Regions from separate parts of the Capsicum annuum genome. Here region 1 is linked to region 2. Evidence: chromatin contacts called from public Hi-C data. All regions are on one chromosome and are shown on one strand. The core of a region is the stretch at or near the end of the contact, and the rest is flanking DNA. Distances in the headings are between cores, read along the strand shown.

Region 1 (3,482 bases), core at 399-2,898, 780 kb before region 2:
GTGAGTGTTAGGATATGAGTAGGAATAGGAATAGCAAATAGAATCCTCCTTGGAAAGGGATTGTAATGTCTTGTCCTATTAGGAAAAAGATTAGAATATAGTGTCTATAAATAGGGTCTGTGTAATAATGTAGTTACAACAATTCAATAATATTTTTCTCATATATTCTCACAACTACTACCTAAATAAAATAAAAACACACACAATTCAAGTACTCCAGTACTTATGTTGACATTTTTACATTGCTCTTCCCAATCAAGTGGGGGGGGGGGGGGGGGGGGGGGGGGGAGAAAAAAGAATGAAAAAAAAAAATCAAAAGTCATAAGCTTCAACCAGATCACTTTGCCCAAGACAAAAGGGGTTGCTCGGATGGTAAGCATCGTCCAACTCCAACAATAAGGTTATTGGTTCGAGTCAGCAAGGGAGCAAAAAAGACCGGAGCTCCTAAGGAGGGAAAAACAGAAGACTACCTTGCCCAAGACAAGAAGGGTTGCTCATATGGTAAGCACCCTCCCCCTCTAATTCTAAGGTTGTCGATTCAAGTCACCAAGTAAGCAGAAAAAGTGGAAGCTCCTAGAGAGGGGGAGGAGAGAAGACTAATTTGCCAAAAATATTACAATACATTCAACAACAACATCATACCCAGTTTAATACTTTCAAGCGTAAAAAAAATCAAATAATTAGCTTTATTCCATTGGCAAGAACTCTGAAGAAATGGTGTTTGTGAACTTGCTCATATTGCTAATTCAAGCATAATTTAATAGCTATAAGTAGGTTGATGGACGAGTAGAACAAGTAAATTTACAATGAATCTCACAATTCTATCCATTCATATAGCCGAGCCCAACTAGTTTAGATTTAATAATAGTTGTCATAATCAAAATTCCAATCATCAAACTTACACCACGAATCAAAACTAACAAAAAGTACAGTTAGAAAAATTTAAAATTGATCAAAATTCTTCCTATCCCATACGATATTTTCTTTTCTCTTGATGAGGGGTTGTCACCTGACTGGCATTTCACTAAATTTGGATTCAATCATAATTGTTATAATCAAAATTCCAATCATCAAACATATACCAAGAATCAAACTAACAAAAAATACAGTAGACAAAATTTATCAAAATTCTTCCTATCCCATATGATATTTTCTTTTCTTTTGATGAGGGGTTGTCACCTGACTGGCATTTCACTAAATTTGGATTCAATCATTGTTGTTACAATCAAAATTCCAATCATCAAACATATATCAAAAAATAAAACTAATAACATATGCAGTTAAAAGAATTTTAAAATTAACCCATATGATGATGTGGGGTTGTTCACCTGGGTTTAGAGATGCCAGTTTTTTCTCCAGTTTTTGTAAGGACATCAAAATACTCTTCTTGATCATGCTGGGCAGCCATTGATAGTATTGTTCAACTTTCAAAAACCAAACCAGGATTTTGTTTCTTGAATCAATAAATGACTGTAATGGGGTTTGTTCAAAAGCCCCGACAACTCTGAAAACCGGGACAAGCAAACGTAGTGAGTATTATAAAAAATTATTTAAACTTCGGGAATCTTTTGTAAATGGTTTTTATTTTTTTTTAATATAGAAAAGGGGAGTGAAGATACACGCTATTAAAAAAAATTCTTTTAATAGCTGCTTATGAATCAAATTCGTCAACATTTGCATATTTATGTCAATGCAGAACATGTGATTTTTATAAGCATATTCACTACGTACGTAATTAAATTGGAATTAATTAGTCATATAACCACTCCACTTTAAAAAGATTATCCAATAAATTTACTTATATTTGTTTTGTTTCAATAGAGTTAATCTAATTTATGTGTTTATCTAAATAGGGGTGGGCGTTCGGTCGGTTCAATCTGATTGTTTAATATAGGTTCGGTTTATCGATTTTCGGATTGACAAAAATGACAATCATAACCAAATCGAAATAAAATCGGTTTGGTTCGGTTTCTTCAAATTCGGTTCGGTTATTTCAAGTTTTTATTTCGGTTTGAAATATTAAAGTAGAGAGCCTCTCTTTTTCATAACTGAGCGTTTAAAATTAATGATTTTTTTAAGAAAAATAATTTTTTCCAAATCTATTTTTCATTCCCAAATATAAATAACTATAAGTAACTCAACATGAATGAAATGAAATAAAATAATTATAAGCTTAACATAATACATAACGACATTGATCATTATATATAAATTTCCATAAACAGTCCTGTCCACAAAACAAACACAAAACTCATAAATTTCTCGCGAATTGCTTAGTGAATGGTAATATGTTTACTGTTTAGGGATTTAGGCGCCTTGGAGTTGGAATTAGGGTTACTAAAATGTATATATAATTAATATAATATATTGATAGGGATTTAGGCGTCTTGGAGTTGGAATTAGGGTTACTAAAATGTATGTATAATTAATATAATATATTGATAATATATATTATTTTATATATATAATAAATTAATAATACATATATATATATATATGTATATATAAACAACAACAACAACAACAAACCCAGTGTATTCCCACCTGGTGGGGTCTGGGGGGGTAGGATGTACGCAGTCCATACCTCTACCTCTGAAGAAATAGAAAGGCTGTTTCCGATAGACCCCCGGCTCAAGACACGCGGTACCACACAAACACATAGTAAAGCACAGCACAAGGTTACAAGATTACATAACATAAATACGGCACCCATAAGTAATCTAAAACAAAGGAAAACACACAGATTCATAATAAAACATGGGACACGGACTCCTAACAGGAATAAACCCCCACCACGTAGTTTCCTACACTAGCGACTCAGGCTGGCCCTAGTCCTCTGCCCTGATTCGCGTCCTCCAGACCTTCCTATCTAGGGTCATGTCCTGGGTGAGCTGTAGCTGCTCCATGTCTCGCCTAATCACCTCACCCCAGTACTTCTTCGGCCTACCCCTACCCCGCTTAAAGCCATCCAACGCTAGCCTCTCACACCTACGGACCGGGGCATCCATGCCCCTCCTCTTCACGTGTCCGAACCATCTCAATCGGGCTTCCCGCATCTTGCACTCCACTGGTGTCACACCAACCTTCTCCCGGATGTTCTCATTCCGAACTCTATCCCCTCTAGTCAGCCCACACATCCAGCGCAACATCCGCATTTCTGCCACCCTCATCTTTTGGATGTGGGAGTTCTTCACTGGCCAACACTCCGCTCCATACAACATGGCCGGACGGACTACCGCCCTGTAGAATTTGCCTTTAAGCTTAGGCGGCACTTTCTTATCACACAGCACCCCCGACGAGAGCTTCCACTTCATCCATCCCGCCCCAATACGGTGCGAGACATCCTCGTCAATCTCACCGTTACTCTGGATCACGGACCCGAGATACTTGAAACTCTCCCTCTTACCTACCTCCTGTGATTCCAGCTTCACTACTACCTCATTCTCCTGCCTCACGTCATTAAACTTGCATTCCACATACTC
Region 2 (3,680 bases), core at 955-3,454:
GATAGTATAAAAGCCCCAAAATCCCTAATTATATGATTAATGATAATTTTACTAAAAGAAACCAAAAAGGGCAATTTTCTCTTATCCCAGGAAGCAACTAGGGTTCATCAATTAAGTCCAATTCTCAAGAAGATTTCTCCAAGATTTTACATTTAGGTATGTGGGATATTTATCAATGGGATCCTTTCACCCATTGAGTCCCAAAGGTTTCCTAAAACTCTGAGGTTTAATTTATCCTTTATGTTTAGGGTTCCATGGCACTTATGAATTTTCTTGAAATTACGATTTATCCTTGCAATTGAACCCTGTGTACATGTTATTTTCATAAGCTTAGTATTTTTCCATACTTAGAAACATGAATTCCCTTAGTTTAACAAGACACTATGTTTTGGGGTCTTCAGCCATGAATTTTTTTACTGTATTCTAATGATGTTATCATATTTAATGTATCATTCAGTGTTGGTGGGTTATGAACACTCTATACTTAGATATTCATGCATATTTCAAATTTCAAGTTACAAGTCATTCAGATCATATTTGTACTATTATATTCAGATTATTATCATGTTGAGCGTTTATTAGTTTTGAATCATGTTAAATTTTTATAAGTATTAGTGTCAGTTCAGTTAGGAGTAGAACATAGCACCAAGCGAATATAGGGATGAAGGCTCACATGTCAGTCTAGAGTGAGACCTTTAGTAGTAGTCCTTAAGTTCAAGAACTACGTAGCCACCGTAGGATATGAGATGTCATCCTGCTAGTAGAGGGTTAACACTTTCATAAGGGTCTCCTTCCAGCAGAGGATGACACCCTAGTCCTTCGAGACATTAGTTTAATAGATTCACACAGCCAGTGTCAGTATCCTTAGCAAGGTACCAACACTTTTCCAATCAGAGTCATAGGTTGGACCCCGATTAGCTCAAATTGGGGCATGTCAGTTAAATGTTAGCTCCCACAGTTTCAGTAATTAGATTGCATCAATTCAGGTTTGCATGACTAAGTATCCATATATCAGTTATTCAGATCATTTCAGTATATGTTTATGCTTGGTTTTGCATTCATTTTATATGATTCATGCATTCATACTCAGTACTTATATGTATATCAGTTAGTACCTATCTTGTATACCAGTACATTCATAGTACTGACCGCATACTGTCTTTTGCGCTATATTAATTTCACAATATAAGTTCGGATGCTCAGCTCCTAGATCGTGCCTAGTTTTTTCCTATATCATTCAGTTGTCGCATTGTTGAGTCCTCATCGGTCGAGGACTAGTCAGATTAGTTGTTATGCTTCTCGGTACTTTATTTCATGTGATTTCAGTAGTCAGAGTTAGTTGAGGACCTGTCCTAACAACTTATCATGTTTAAAGGCTTTCAAACGGTCAGACAAATTGTTATGTTTTCAGTATTGATTTTCAGTACGTTTGATGTTGTTTTTTTTACATTCAAATATTTTATTAAATGACTTCTGCACAGTATTTTGTTACACTTTTCAATATTTACAGTATGTGCCAGCTCATGAGTTAGCTTGGAGTCACTTGTAGCCTTAAGCACCGTGTTACGATTAGGGGTAGTCTCGAATAGTGACATTTGTATACCCATTACTACCGGAGATAATTCATCCCTATTCTTAGCTAGCGTTTCATCATAAATTTTTAGATATTGTGATCAAGTTTTGACACGTATTTGGCATTGTTTTTGGGAAACATATTTCATTCCTTTTAAGGAAAAAAAGAAAAACATGAAATATGATTTATACATATAAGTTTGACACAAAGTAATTATTTTTATAATGAACTATATTACATTCTCCAGAAATCATAACATGAATTTAATAAAATTACTAATAAAATAATTATTAGTTATTACAATTCGTCAAATTACTATTAGTTATGAAGATTCATTGACGCGAAAAAATAAACAATAACAATGATAGTGACAAATTATTCTTTAATATAATCTTTATATTTCGAACAAAATTTTAATAAGAATACGTTTAATGACAGATTTGATTGATAGAATTATAGTTGTAGCCATAATTGATGAATTTTTTTGTAAAATATAAAAGTTTAATATAAGTTTTAAAATATTAAAATAATTCTTAAAACTACACATTCTCTCAAAATTACCTCCTTTTTTTTTTTAAAAAAAAAAAGATAATAGATAAGTTGATTCATTTTCCGTGATTTGCTTGATCAAACTTGGGATCTTATGTTGATAATTTTTATTGTCAATACCAAAACTTTTTCCAAAATCTACTTGCAATACATATGGTCAAGCAAATCCTTATTAATTGTTACTCACAAATGTAAATAAAAAAAATAAAGAACGAACATAAAAACTCAAATTGATCCCCTACTCCCAACCGGACAGTCAAATCCCTACAAAAAAAAAAAAAAAAAAAACTACTGTAGTAAGAAAAGCCGAGTAGTCACTGTCGTTAAACCCTGCCCCTCCAAGAACACAAACGAATTCCAAAAGGAAAAAGAAAATGGCTCTTTGGAGAGCGAGAATGGCTTCTTCGTCCCTACTTCGCAATGTCATCAGTCGCTCTTTCTCTACCAGTACTCTCTCTTTCCCTATATTCATTTCAATATCTACAGAATCCCTAAAATTTAACCCAAATTCTGTTGCTTTTGTTTTTCAACAAGTTTTGTTGTTTTTCTTAACAATGTAAACCAATTTTTTTTGTTTTCTTTACAAATTTAACCCAATTTTGTTGTTGTTCTTAACAATTAACTCAGGTTTTTGTTTTTTTATTTTGGTAAATTTAATCCATTTTTGTTGTTTTGTTAACAATTTAAGACTCTTTTTGTTGTTATTTTGCAATTTAACCCAATTTTTTTTTTTTGAAGATTTTAAACCAGTTTTGTGGTTTTTTTTGTAAATTTAATCCAATTTCTGTTGTTTTATTGAGTGATTTATAGGTCCATTTGAAGCAATGGTGTCGAAAATGAAGCCATCAAAGGAACTAGAATCAATGATGGAACAATTTTCACTGGACATAAGTTCCCAAATTGGAAGTTGTATGCCATTAGGTATGATGAGAATCGGAACCCTAATTCACAACATCGAGATCCGACCCGGACAAGGCGGTAAGTTGGTTAGAGCAGCTGGTACATCTGCAAAAATACTTACGGAGCCAAGTGCATCGACAAAGTTTTGTGAAGTGAAGTTGCCATCAGGTGTGAAGAAATTGGTTGATGTTAAATGTAGGGCGACGATAGGACAAGTGTCGAATCCAGAGCATGGGACGAAGAAGTTGAGGAAGGCGGGGCAGAGCAGGTGGCTGGGAAGGAGACCAACAGTTAGGGGGGTGGCGATGAATCCTGTTGATCATCCACATGGTGGTGGTGAAGGGAGGAGTAAGAGTAGTGGAAGTCATGGAAGGGTTTCGTTGACACCTTGGGGGAAACCTACTAAGAGTGGGTATAAAACTGGGCCACTTAAGAGGAAAAAGTAGTCCTACGGGAGCTTTAGTGCACCGTGTTGCCCTGCCGTTGTTTGTTTGTGTTACTTTTTCTTAATGAAGTTTATGAGGAGACAATAATATTCAGCAAATGAATTTAGAAACTTGTTTAGAAACTATGGAGGTTTTTTGTGCCTTTTGGTTTGATAGAAATTGTGTTACTTCAGGTTCGTTTCAATCTAATGGTTAGTCAAAGGTTTATTAGG

Evidence for each region. Hi-C and Micro-C count contacts between places; a contact is called where the count stands out from the background.
Region 1: a Hi-C map of leaf shows a contact between it and region 2, with 2.2 times the contacts expected there. The contact joins the promoter of LOC107870272 here to the promoter of LOC107853920 in region 2. A contact is called at or near these places in 2 of 5 Hi-C or Micro-C datasets (bud and leaf).

What each region holds. Positions count from the first base shown.
Region 1 is chr1:26,273,841-26,277,322 of UCD10Xv1.1, reverse strand. LOC107870272 (nudix hydrolase 3) reads right to left here and starts at 1,648. Exons shown (of 21, transcript XM_016716744.2): 1 at 1,329-1,648. The coding sequence starts at 1,408.
Region 2 is chr1:25,492,345-25,496,024 of UCD10Xv1.1, reverse strand. It overlaps LOC107853920 (60S ribosomal protein L2, mitochondrial), which reads left to right and starts at 2,204. Exons shown (of 2, transcript XM_047395521.1): 1 at 2,204-2,569; 2 at 2,933-3,680. The coding sequence starts at 2,497. The coding sequence ends at 3,468.